Linked DNA regions of Mus musculus: regions 1 and 2 are each linked to region 3. Evidence: chromatin contacts called from public HiChIP or PLAC-seq data. All regions are on one chromosome and are shown on one strand. Each heading gives the region's core, a stretch centred on a gene start, on an enhancer-like site or on the middle of the called end of the contact. The rest is flanking DNA. Distances are from core to core; before and after follow the strand shown. Region 1 holds the start of Dnm3 (dynamin 3). Region 2 overlaps Dnm3 (dynamin 3). Region 3 holds the start of 2810442N19Rik (RIKEN cDNA 2810442N19 gene).

Region 1 (4,298 bases), core at 1,482-3,981, 470 kb before region 3:
TTTTCTTTCAGGGAATGCTTTCATCCTGCAGCATATTTAAAATATATGTCTCTGTGTATATATATATATATATATATATATATATATATATATATATTTATTATTTATAGATTTAATTTTGGAAATAGCCAGGCTGTGTGTAACTAAGTCCTATAAACAAGGTAGGTGATCAAAATGGAGAAAATTCTGTTTATCTAAAGGGAAGTGTGACTGTGTTTCATGGAGTGTGGCTTTTTTGGGGGAGGCCACATCAGTTTTAAAAGTTCCTCTTGGTCTTTGGTGCTATTCTTTCATTAAGGTTATCTTTTAGATTGACCATGAAGTAAAATACATACTTATGTATCAGTGTTCTTATGGGCTTACTAAGTTCTTACACACAGAAGACAAAAAGAGTTTTGAATCTTTAGGAGTTACCAGGAAAGTAGTGATGACATAGATATGGGAGCCAGGGAGAGGAACCTACCATCCATCACTGGGGTTGGGACAGGGTTGAGATGACTGTATGATACATTCAAGACACTCGTCACTGAGCAGACATCCCTCCTCAGCTTTCATATATATTGGAAAGGTAGATATTAGCTTTCTGTGGGATTGTCCCATCTGCTTTTCCACTTTGTATTTCTGTTTCCTGTTTGTTTTACGTGGATTAGCTTATGAGTAGAAATCTACACCTCTGAAGGACCTTGGCTGTTTCTGCGTGGATTCAGAGTCTCTTGTCCCCATGTTACTGTGGAATAATCTGGAAAAGGGAAGTAAAGAAGAAAAGCAGTTGGCAAGAGTAATTCTGAACGGCTTCTTGAACTAAGTGAACAGGACGGATTAGAGGTTTCAAATAGCTGATATATTTTCTTTCTAATGCACAATAGCATATAGTCTTTTGCATTAGAGCTCAAAACACTTTGGACGTGGGCTAGTGTCCTCAGCTTATACAGCGTGTAGTGTAGTGGTGTACAGGAGGAACCCAGCAAGGACCATGTCTTCTTAGATGCTATCCATGACCCTCTGCAGAGGCAGTCATTGCTCCCTGGTTTCCATCACAGGTTCCTTTAAATACACCCTACATCTGCAGTAAGCTTGAATCGTATAACAAAATGCCATTGTCTGCATAACTTTAAAAGACACTTTTATCCAGTGTTCTCAGGGCTGGGAAGTTTAAGGTCAAGATGTCTGCTGATCTGTCCTGGTGAGGGCCATCTTTCTGCTTGGAAGATGGCTGCCATCTTGTTGTGTCTTTGTATGGCAGATGGGGCTGGGTCTCTGGTGTCTTTTATTACAGGAACACTAGCTCTTTCAAACTAGAGTTCCACCATTATGACTTTATTTAACCATAATCATTTCTTTATATCAAATACATTGACCTTGGAAGGATCTAGAATCACCATGGAAACAAACCTCTGGGCGTGTCTTTAGCTAGGTTAGTTAAGGTGGGACTACTCCACGTGTTGGGATTTCTGAGATTTCTGACTGCCTAGGAAGGACAAAGGTAGCTGATGATCAGCATCCGTTTAACTCTGCCTTCTGACTATAGATGCAATATGACCAGCCTCCACCCTCTTCTGCCACAGACGTCCCTGCCACCAGCTCCTCAGGGTCAGTGCGTAGAGGTTGCTGCAATAGTGGTCCAAAGTTTCCATCCCAAACCGGCAGCAAAGCATGGCTCTGTACTCCATGTGGTACTGGTTTTGCAGGCATGAAAAGTGAAAGACTGACTCAGCTATCATATAGCATATCCAGAGAGCCACCGAGCCTAGGAAACGTGGGGCAGGCTCAGACTTGGTTCACTGTTGTCCTAGAAGGGCAATAGTGCAATGGTGATGCCTAAGTGACAGTGAAGACCCCAGGGTGCTAGAGATGCAACACATTTTCCTATGTAGTCTCTAGTCTTTAGGTTACTTAAAGCCATTGGGCAATCATCAGATGGAAGATGTGCAGGACAAGTAAATATTGCGCACTAAATCCTGAGAGGTATCAGTATTCAAAATGCACAGGAAACAGGACCACGATAAGGAGGTGAAGAACCATGGCCATTTATCTTCGTGTCTCCATCTCCGGGCACAGACTCTTCTCAGTGTGCTAAATTTAACGGATCGAGTGCAGACTGCGTGGTTACAATGGACTCAACAGCCAATCTCTTTGTCCTGACCAGGAGCTAAAAGGACAGTTAGCTCAGGCAAGGAATTCTAAAAGCCAGAATGAGTATGGTAGGAGTAGGGAACAGAAAGGTTCAAGGAACTACACTTTAGCTTACAGAAGGTAGAGTAGGACAGGCTGGTAATGATGAGTACTTCAATAAGGTCAGGTAACCCAGTTTTCTAATGGGGATTGACTCTAAAAGGCCAGTTTATCTCTGCATCCCACAGCAATCTGGGGTTTTGGAGTAGGGGGTGAAATGTGAGATTTCCTTTTGGGAAATGTATTCTGGTGCGTACAGTGGTGGTGGTGCATGGTGAAGCTGATGTCAACGTGCTGTTAGCTGATGGTAGATGGTAGTGCTTTCCTCTAGGCTTCGTCTGTGTGGTTTAGCTCCTTCAAAAGGAACAACAATTCCTGTTGGGTGTGATTTTAGGCTTTTCCTTGACCAAGTGCAGTACTCTGCCCTTTAGCCTGGGCAGTGGCATCTGACTGAAGCTGGGAGGCAGTCCAACCGTAGGCCAGTAGGATTGGAAACTCTAGGGAGAAGCAGGGCGAGAGGCGTGGTGTGGGCGTGACCGTCTCAGGACCAGGCCACGCCTCCTTCGCCTCTCTGGGCTGCGCAAGCGCGTCGTGGGCTGTGAGCTGTCAGGATCCTAGCAGTGGGAGGCAGGGATCGGACATCGGTGCAGGGACTCCGCCGTGTGAGCCCCGCACAGCGACAACCGGGACAAGTGCTTCGAGGCCTGGGCTGCCTGCCAGGTCACACAGTCGAACAGGGACCTGTGGGGCAGTTGGCCGCACAGGCAAGATGGGGAACCGGGAGATGGAAGAGCTGATCCCTCTGGTGAACCGTCTGCAGGACGCTTTCTCGGCTCTGGGACAGAGCTGTCTGCTAGAGCTGCCACAGATCGCCGTGGTGGGCGGCCAGAGCGCCGGCAAGAGCTCAGTGCTCGAGAATTTCGTGGGCAGGTGAGCGCACCGGGAGCGCGGTGGGGGCGCGTCCGTGGGGGTGGGGGGAGCCCCGTGCTTCAGGCCGTTGGAACATGGAACGGTGTGGGGAGCCCCGAGGGTGGACTAGAGGCTGCAGCGGATTGGAGGCAGAGCACTAGTGTTTCTAGAGCGGGCGGGGTCCTCCTTGCTCTGAGCATCCTTCGCCCCAGCATTCTCTACCCGGTGGTGACCCCCTGTCTGCCTTTCATCCTGCCATACAAAGCCATTTCCTCCCCACCCTCGGTGGGGGAGTCGGGGTACGCCCTGGGATCCACTTCCCTCGCTGGCTTGGTGCGCGCCAGCCCCTGGCAGCCTGGAAGCGCAGCCTGGTGCTTTCCAGTCGCCAGTTCTCTTTCTCAACACCCCTCTCCTTTCCCTGTCACTCTCCTGGAAGCTCTCAGCCGGGATGTACCCCTCCTTCTTCGTCCACACCCCCCTCTCCCCCACCCCACCCCCCCGCCGCCCCGGCCCCCCATCCCCTGTCCCTGACTCTCATCTCAGCTGTTTACTGTTTGAAACAGTCATCGCCTGCCCGAGCAGGGGAGGCGGGGTGTGTGAACCCCGAAATCCCTGTGGTGAAGGCTTACACTGTTTGAAACAGTCATCGCCTGCCCGAGCAGGGGAGGCGGGGTGTGTGAACCCCGAAATCCCTGTGGTGAAGGCTTACACTGTTTGAAACAGTCATCGCCTGCCCCGAGCAGGGGAGGCGGGGTGTGTGAACCCCGAAATCCCTGTGGTGAAGGCTTACGGGGAGATGCTTGCCTACCATTCGCCTTGGGAGCTGAAGAATAAACGGTGGTGTGTTTATGAGTGTGCACCCATTCACTGCTCAGGCATGACTGAAAACCCGAGACCTCCAGGGATGACCGTGGACTTGCGATGTTCAGGTGCCTTGTCATTCCTGCACCATCTCAGAACTGACCAGCATCTCTCTTGCACTCTTTCTATGCCATGCGCCGCCTCCCCCCTCCCGCCCCCCACCAATCCTCTTGCATTCCTTAAGCTCTTGTTTATCCAGCGGGTCTTCAAGATAACATCCAGAATTCAAATTGTAGTTATAGCTTCATGTCTCACAATTTTAAACAACAACAAAGAGTTGTTATTGTTTTGAGTCAGAAATCAACGTTTTTTCCAGCAAACAATTCAGGAAGGATTGAGTTACCTTAATGGCCTTG
Region 2 (3,768 bases), core at 1,103-3,602, 290 kb before region 3:
GACAGAGACAGAGAGACAAAGAGACAGAGAGGCAGAGAGACAGAGACAGGAGACATTGTGTATGCTTTGAGGTTCTTGATAAACATTTCCAACATTTTCCTCAGGGAGTCTTCCTTCACTGACTCTCAGCTAAACCACACAGGGCTCAGTCTAACTTCACCTGTTGTCTTACAAAAATAACAGCAACTTGACAGCATAGTATCTTCTCTTTTCCTCAGCAGCATCACTAAAGCAGTTTAATGTTTACCTCCCCCCAAGGACTACTACATGTTTGCTACTTGAATCTTGTTCTTGCCTCCTTGTATTGTGCTATTTTGTTACTGTTAAGGTGTACGTGTTTTCTTAGCGTTGAAATTCACCATTTACTTGGAATAGCCATTGGCCTGTCTTTCTTTTTCTATTTCCTCATATTGCTGCCTCTGTCAAAGCCGCTGTTTCTTTTCTGATTTTTTTTTTTTTCAGTAGCCAAAAAGTCCTGACATACCTCCATGCATTTGCCTGGTGTCTTGGGGTTTCTTTTGCTGCGATAAAACACCATGACCAAAAGCAACTTGTTGAGGAAAGAGTTTGGTTCAGTTTACACTTTTACATCACAGGGCATAACTGAAGGAAGTCAGGGCAGGAACTCAATCAAGGTAGGATCCTGGAGACAGGTATTGGGACAAAACCATGGCGGCGTACTGCTTACTGGCTTGCTCCCCATGGCTGGATTAGCTTGCTTTCTTATATACCCCCAAACTACCTGCCCATGAGAGGCCCTGCCCACAATGGGCTAGGCCCACTCACATCAATCATTAATTTTAAAAAAATGCACTACTGACTTGCCTACAGGCAAATCTTTCAGAGGTATTTTCTTTATTAGGAGCTCTTTTTCCCAAATAACTTCAGCATTTGTCCAGTTGACAATAATCTATCCAGGACACTGGGTTTCTGCTTTGTTTCTAGAGAACAGCTGTGCTTGGTTTGAGGCGTCTCCTCATAGTTGACAGGACTGCTGGGGTTTTTCCTCCTTCAGAAGTTCATGTCTCTCTTTTGCTCTCAGACAGAACAGCCTCTGTAATAATAGCACACATTTCTCTTTCTGTTTTTGTGGTACAATACTTGTGTGGTACTCATGCCCGGACATGTTTTCTTGACAGCTGGCAAACTTCCCCAGACTCTGTGAAGAAACAGAAAGGATTGTTGCTAACCACATCCGTGAGAGAGAAGGGAAGACAAAGGACCAGGTGAGTGAGAACTTGCCTGATGGCCGGGTCCTTTGTGGGGAGTGGAAGGATTTTACCAAGGTGTTGGCCTTAGTCCTCAATGAGAGAACAGTGAAACGTATAATAACCTCATATTTACCTTTTATAAAGTATATATGTTACTACTATACTAATACCTCATGCATGCTAAAATATAAACAAATATAGAAGTCTAAAAGTTTTACATCAATAATAGAATGTCAGAGCCAAGTACAGGGCCTGACACACAATCTCGGTTCTCGAGAGGCAAAGGCAGAGGGCTTGCCGCAAGTGTGAGGCCAGCGTGAGCTTCGGTGTAAGACTCTGTCTCAGTGAACAAATCAACAACTAAGATCAGCCTGCCTCTTATTTCCCCCTCCACCTTCTATGACCATCATGTGCACCTTTCTAGCATCTATGCACAGCTCTTGGTTAACTGGGAATCCAGAAACAGAATGCATTTTTTTCTTTCATGTGGATATTTCACATCTTACTGGGTGCTCCAATATATTAAATTTTTTTCTAAACGTTTTACTTGTAGTTTTCTATGAACTTTCCTGTGAAATGTACAGTGAAGAAAAATATTGAGGAATGAATCTTTTAAACGTTCAGAGCCATCTTGTGGCCTTGAAAGCATCTTTGAACCCTAGTTCTCTGACTTGGAAAGATTATTTTTAAGGGAGGATACTTACTTGAGAAAAGAATAACAAATTCTTATGTCAAAATGGCTTTATTCTTAGTTACTTATCAACACGATAGTGGGAAATACTGACTTTCAAATGCTCTTCCGCGACACAGCTGCAAGCATCGTGTGGAGGGAACACTGGACTTAGGCCATGTGTTCTCTCCCAAATAACAGCATGTTCTTGTGAAAACCACCTCTTAGAACTGTTGTTTGTGTCCCCCCCCCCCCTGGGCAGAACTGGGATGCCATTCTATATGGTCTCTGAGTGCCTCAGTAAGTCAGTGTTCCAAGAATTTTGTGATGGTCAGATGGGTAGAGGAAGAAGAAAAAAAAAAGCAGAGGAAAAAAATATATCGAGAGAGTAGAAACCACAGGAGAGAGACACACACGCTCCCATAGAGTCAGTGCAGATGTGTGGGTGGTGATGGAAGTGAGGGGACAGTGTCAGAAGCATGGCAGGCTGTGACATTTGCAAGGGACCCTGGTGGAAACCATTTTCCTGCTTAAGCTCAGGGATCATTGTGACTACTTTTTATCAGTGTGCTTTGAATATTAACTGCCCGCTATTTATAATTTCCACTTGTTTTCCAGCTTTTACAATCTTGGATAGCAGCCCAAAGCAGAGAATAGAGTTATTGTAACTTAGCCAGCATTAACTCATGAGCCAGTGAAACGAAGCCAGGGACCAGACATATAGTCCCAAGCTAAAGGTTCCCTCTTCCCATGTAATGGGCCAATAAAACCTAGTTCTATAAAATCTAATGCACATGCCTGAAATTGCAGCACTTAGGGAGTAGAGGCAGGAGAATTAGAAATTCAAGTTCATTCTCTGTTATGCAGCCAGTTCAAGGCCAGGCTGGGCTACATGAGAGCCTGTTCCAGTTTCATTTCCTTTGCTCTGATAAAATCAGCCAGTTGAAAAGCCCCTTGGGGGAGAAAGGACTTCTTTTGGCTTGCAGTTCCAGGTCACAGTCTATCAGTGCAGAATTCCCAAGGTGCCAGGGACTGGAAGCAGCTCCTTACATTATGCCCACAGCCAAGGACAGGGAGAAATGTCTATGTGGTTTGATCCCACTAATGTCCTTTTTTGATCCCACTAATCTGATCAGAGCCCCAACTATTAAATATCCACACTCAGAGTAAGTCTTTTCACCTCAAATAACCAAGAAATAAAAATATCCCTCATAGGCATGGCCACAGGCCAACCTGATATATATAGTCCCTCACTGAGACTCTCTTTCCAGGTGACATGAGGTTGTGTCAAGTTGACAGTGAAAAAAAAAAAAAAAACACTTCCCGTTGCAGACCTGATCTCAAAGGAGTCAACTCTACACATGATCATAAATAAATAAGATACTACTTTAGCTTGTGTTTTCCAGCTGTAACATTCAAATGGTAGTATATAAACCTAATTCATAGGGATACTAAGTAAAAACAATATTGAGAAAAAAAGTAATATATCGTTTGAACCATTTTTGCGACCTTACATAGGTCAGGTGTTGACATTTTCATGTGAACTTTTATTCTTCATTTATTCTTCATTTCTTTTTCTGTTTTGCTAAAACAACATGTTCAGTTTAGCATTTGTTCTGGAACAACCAGGTCCCAGTGTCCGAGAACCAACCCCAAAGTTCATGAAATGGAAGAGTGTGAACAGACAGATCGGTAACTACACAGACTTGAGTTTATACTAGACTTTCTGGCTGAAGCGTGGTCCTGGCTTGTAGTACCATAGGTGGAGCCAAGGCTTTCCATCAGAAGACATAAGTTTCTAAAGTGACCAGGACAAAAGGCGCTGCTTCTTGCTGGGAAATGCTTATGTTGTGCCACGCTAACATCAAAGAGTCATGCCCAGTATTG
Region 3 (3,942 bases), core at 1,088-3,587:
GTGTAGCCTTTGATATTAACAGAACAAATTAGCTGAGTCCAAGTGTGTTTTTCCTGGCACTAGCTAACTCTGACACTATTTCGATTATTCGTCCTTACCCCCCCCCAAGCCCAACCCCTGTCCACCCCTTCCCTAGGACAAAGCTCTTTTGCAATGGTCAAAAGGGATAAGGGTGTGAGGAAGGGTCTCTAGCCAAGGGAGAACAGACTTCACCTACCTCATCACTCAATATTCCACTTTTTAAAAAGTCGAGCTAGAGAAGAACTTTCTCGGACCCACCCTCGTTCACCATCTCTGATGGTTTCTTTTAAAAATGGCCAAGCCTGGTTCACTCCATTTGGCTTTTGCTTTAGCTCAACCCATCTGACCGAAATCAAAAACTGATCCTTTAAGTGATGTTCTTGTGAGCCTTGCAAGGAAGACAAAGCCCCCATGGTGTGTACATAGGCCCAGGGCAGCACTAAGACTTCACCCAGAGCTCCTCCATGGTGTCTTCCATGGTTTCTTTGACTTACCAGAGCACACTGCTTGCAGAAAGATGTACATGGCCCCTTTCCAAAACAATTGATGCCCTATATTACAAAAGTTAAGGCCCATTGGTTTTCATCATAATTTCGTTTTAAATGTTTGGTCTCTGATTCTGATGGCCTTGCATTGCCTAACCGTAACTCCCAACTCTTTCACACATTTTATTTGTTGTAAGTTACAGTTAGCACAGCATCCTTTCTTTCTATTTGGTGTATAAAGTCTCCTTGTTTTATTTGAGGTTTCTATTCATCTTTGTAAGCAAGTTCCCTAGATTTCAAGCCAGGACAAACCCCAACCCATCATTCTTCTATCTTTGCGTTCCTCACATCAAGGTTTGGTGCCGTGAAGGAGGAAGCTGTCGAGCCTTGAAGTCGAGGGGCTCAGAGTACATGGAAATTAAGCAACCCGTGTGACTAGCCTGGGAGTCATTCCCCTGCGGTCACACACGGAAACATCCTGACTTACCCTCTCCTCTCCTCGACAGCTCTCTAAAACTGTGGTGTTTTTAGCAGCCAAGTGTCATTTGGACAAGTGGTGAAATCACCTTGCGATTTGTGACATCAGCTGTGAGGCAAGCTCTCTGTTCTCCTAACTAGCCAGCCTTCCTTACAGAAAAAAATAAAAATCATACCCAGACAGTCTGGATTGTCAGGGAACTGTTTTTGTTTTTTGTTTTGTTTTTTTTTTCAACAACTAGATTTAAAAGTAAAAAAGAAAAACAAGCTATATTATAGCTCAAAAATATAATTGCTAAAGACAGAACAACTTTAAGCTGTTCTTACAATTCTTACAATCAAGGTATCTCATGAGGCAACCCTTGATATTAGAAATAAATTGGTGCTGAGACCTCCAAATGTAATTAATAATCTGCTGCAGGTTCAACATTAGTTGTCATAAAACTAAAATTTCAAACCACTGTTCTCTAAAGAAAAGTGTCCACTTTAATTAAATATACCTCCAAAGGTGCAATCTATTTACATGACGGTTCTTATTCCAGTATCCTGCTTCAATTCTTATGACAATGTACTAGTCCACTGAAAGGAAGCAATGGCGAATGTCAAAGGTTTTCTTTCACTCTTCAGGTCCTGTTTCCAATATGGTTTAAGTGAAAGTCAAATTATTTTGGGGATTTCCTCCTTGGGCCTAACTAAGGAAGTAGAGTCGACTTTACACAGGCATTTCCACTCGGCCACAGTTCAGATGCCTGGCGGTCTGTTTAGGCAAGGCCCACATACATTACCGGTGTCTCCTCGGGTCAGAACCTGTGAACTCTTTGGTGGTGTGTAGGCAGACTCACGTTTGCCTTTCTCTTTTCATTGGGTCTGAATCTTTCCCACATATCCTATGTGGCAGGAAAGTAAAAGCAAAAAGGGAAATTAGGAAAGATTCCCGTCATGCAAAACGCAAATAACACGAACGCAGACAGGAGACAGCTCCTCCTACCGTACACTGCAGTTAGCCAAGCAGCGGGTGACAGGCCTCCAGTTAAGCAAACACAACTGCTTCCTCCGTGTCTTGTGTCAAGAACAAGTAGCTCTGACATTGTTCCCTTTGGAGATCTTTAGTCGCTAAGCTCCGTCACTGCAGGACAAGCGCTTTTGCATCTCAGGGTGCCCAGTTCTGCCCTGGGGTTCACCTGATTGATAGAGGACAACAGCCAAGACAGAGGCCCTGGCCAGGGACAATGCGTAATTGATTCCGATTATTTTTCCTGTGGCCAGTCAGCAGTAAACTGTCACCAGCTGTAATCCACCGAGTGTCCCTATATACAAGCTGGTGTCAGCTCGGAGAAAAGCGGGGAAATGCTCTACCATGTGTAAATAGACATCCAGACTTGCAGACACACATAGGCTAGCTAGGGCTCAAGTTTCTTTCATTGCCCTTGCTGGGAGGAAAAAGCGATTTTCAAGAAGGCTTCATGCTCAGGCATTCCTGGTCAGAGGGGATATTTTTCCAAGGCCTCGGAGACTCACGGTGTATGAATTGCACCTCTTTCACAGCTAACTTTTATCTCAGCAGTAAACTCTTAAGAAGAGGCTGCTGGAGGCTTCTTTATTTCCCTCTTTTCCTTTCCCCCAACTCACCGGCTACTATGAGAGATTAAAAAGTGAGACTTAGAAAAAAACCTTACACGGCAGACAGGAAGTTTAAACTAAAACTTGTCAGTGGAGCGTCTTGCTCTGTGAATGTGCCTGGGACGCCTAACTGCAGCAGCGGAAGAAAGGAGGGAAGGAGTCAGCTGAGCGCGTGTTGGCTCTGCTGGCTCCTCATGCATTTATCGATGCTTAAACATAGAATTGTTAAGTGCCCGGCGCTGACATTCCTTAGCCTACCCATGCCAAACATACTGGATGCATTGTCTGGGGAAACCTCTGGATCTAAACACGTATTTACACCCTTTAGTTGCCAAATGGTTTCCATCTGGCTCACCAATGCTGTTGCCAGAAGGATATTCCACTTCTGGTCAGGCTAGAGTTGTCAGGGCCAGAGTGGGGGTTTCTGGGAAGGCTCTGAGCCTGAGAGACACTACATGTTTAATGACGCCACATTACTTGAGCATTTACATGTTTAGATCACATGGCAGCACTAGCCCAAAATAGAACTCCAACGCAGGGCAATGTCGAAAGCCATGAGGTATTCAGGGACTCTCTCCACACCACAGCTCCCTCATTCCTTGCATCTGGCTGCTCCTCAGGCTTCAGAGCCACATGATAGGCAAAACCACAAATACCAAATGCTCTAATTTATTTTTAAGCATTCCCACCAAGCACTGAGAAATATCCACTCTTTGTTTTTCAGTCAGAATAATCGGTTCCCATGAATCACATGAACCCATTCCATTCACAGGCCCTGGGGGCGGGGAGCAGGGGTCGGAGCATAATCAAAAGGGAAATTAGCCAACTTCTCCACGTCTCAGCATCAGGGGTAGCGTTGAGCCTCTTGATCCAATTGCCCACACAGGGAGTGATCTAAGCACCAGAAAATGAAACAAGGTATAATGGCTCTCCTCCCTGCTCTTACGGAAACCCCACGAATGCACAGGTCAACATGAGAGTCGCCAATAAGCAGCATCCTTTCTTTGGTGGAAAGGATGACATAGAAGCTGAGAGAGAAGAAAATGAAGACTGAACCAACCTAGATACTCTACCACAAACATATCCAAAGCTTCAAGGAAAGGTCTGGAAACGGAGACAAGCTAAAATAAAGGTGGACATGATCTCTTATAGCCCCCCATAAGCCTGCAAGGCTGAGGCTGAGGCTGAGGCAGGAGGATCATGAATTTAAGGCCAGCCTTGGCTACAAAGCCAGTTCAGGCCATCATGAGGCACACAGTAAGATCCTGATCCATCTCCCACTTCAAAAAAGGCACACAGCGTGAGAAGGGCCTTAGTTGGCTTTCAGTATAATCAGGAA

The links. HiChIP or PLAC-seq counts read pairs in DNA pulled down with a chosen protein or histone mark.
Region 1: a contact with region 3 is called in an H3K4me3 HiChIP or PLAC-seq map of embryonic stem cells, with 3 times the contacts expected there. The contact joins the promoter of Dnm3 here to the promoter of 2810442N19Rik in region 3. A contact is called at or near these places in 15 of 39 promoter capture datasets (3T3-L1-derived adipocytes, the C10 cell line, the HPC-7 cell line and 7 more), 1 of 484 Hi-C or Micro-C datasets (muscle stem cells), 4 of 115 datasets of contacts at active chromatin or transcription factors (embryonic forebrain, embryonic hindbrain, embryonic stem cells and 1 more) and 1 of 9 other capture datasets (pancreatic islet).
Region 2: an H3K4me3 HiChIP or PLAC-seq map of the 230-238 cell line shows a contact between it and region 3, with 20 read pairs. The contact joins the enhancer-like site here to the promoter of 2810442N19Rik in region 3. A contact is called at or near these places in 13 of 39 promoter capture datasets (the C10 cell line, the HPC-7 cell line, HPC-7-derived erythroid cells and 10 more), 2 of 15 datasets of contacts at CTCF or cohesin (CD8 T cells and large pre-B cells), 26 of 484 Hi-C or Micro-C datasets (the AML12 cell line, the G1E-ER4 cell line, MC3T3-E1-derived osteoblasts and 16 more), 20 of 115 datasets of contacts at active chromatin or transcription factors (the 230-238 cell line, the HPC-7 cell line, T-cell acute lymphoblastic leukemia and 17 more) and 3 of 9 other capture datasets (adipose tissue, liver and pancreatic islet).

The regions. Positions count from the first base shown.
Region 1 is chr1:162,476,467-162,480,764 of GRCm38.p6, reverse strand. It overlaps Dnm3 (dynamin 3), which reads left to right and starts at 2,731. Exons shown (of 21, transcript NM_001038619.2): 1 at 2,731-3,102. The coding sequence starts at 2,942. Gm31985 (a long non-coding RNA gene) reads right to left here and starts at 4,099. Exons shown (of 3, transcript XR_373653.3): 1 at 3,890-4,099; 2 at 464-739.
Region 2 is chr1:162,293,010-162,296,777 of GRCm38.p6, reverse strand. It overlaps Dnm3 (dynamin 3), which reads left to right. Exons shown (of 21, transcript NM_001038619.2): 11 at 1,140-1,226. Among named protein-coding and RNA genes, the nearest start is that of Mir214, 72 kb to the right of the region's middle. Within about 2 kb of position 2,352, at least 92 of the 459 cell types and tissues checked have an H3K27ac peak or open chromatin away from gene starts, as enhancers often do. A contact at or near this core is called in the 230-238 cell line, CD8 T cells, the HPC-7 cell line and 9 more, where this site is marked.
Region 3 is chr1:162,003,364-162,007,305 of GRCm38.p6, reverse strand. It overlaps 2810442N19Rik (RIKEN cDNA 2810442N19 gene), which reads right to left and starts at 2,337. Exons shown (of 3, transcript NR_040562.1): 1 at 1,972-2,337; 2 at 1,484-1,870. The region is part of intron 20 of Dnm3 (dynamin 3); the gene reads left to right.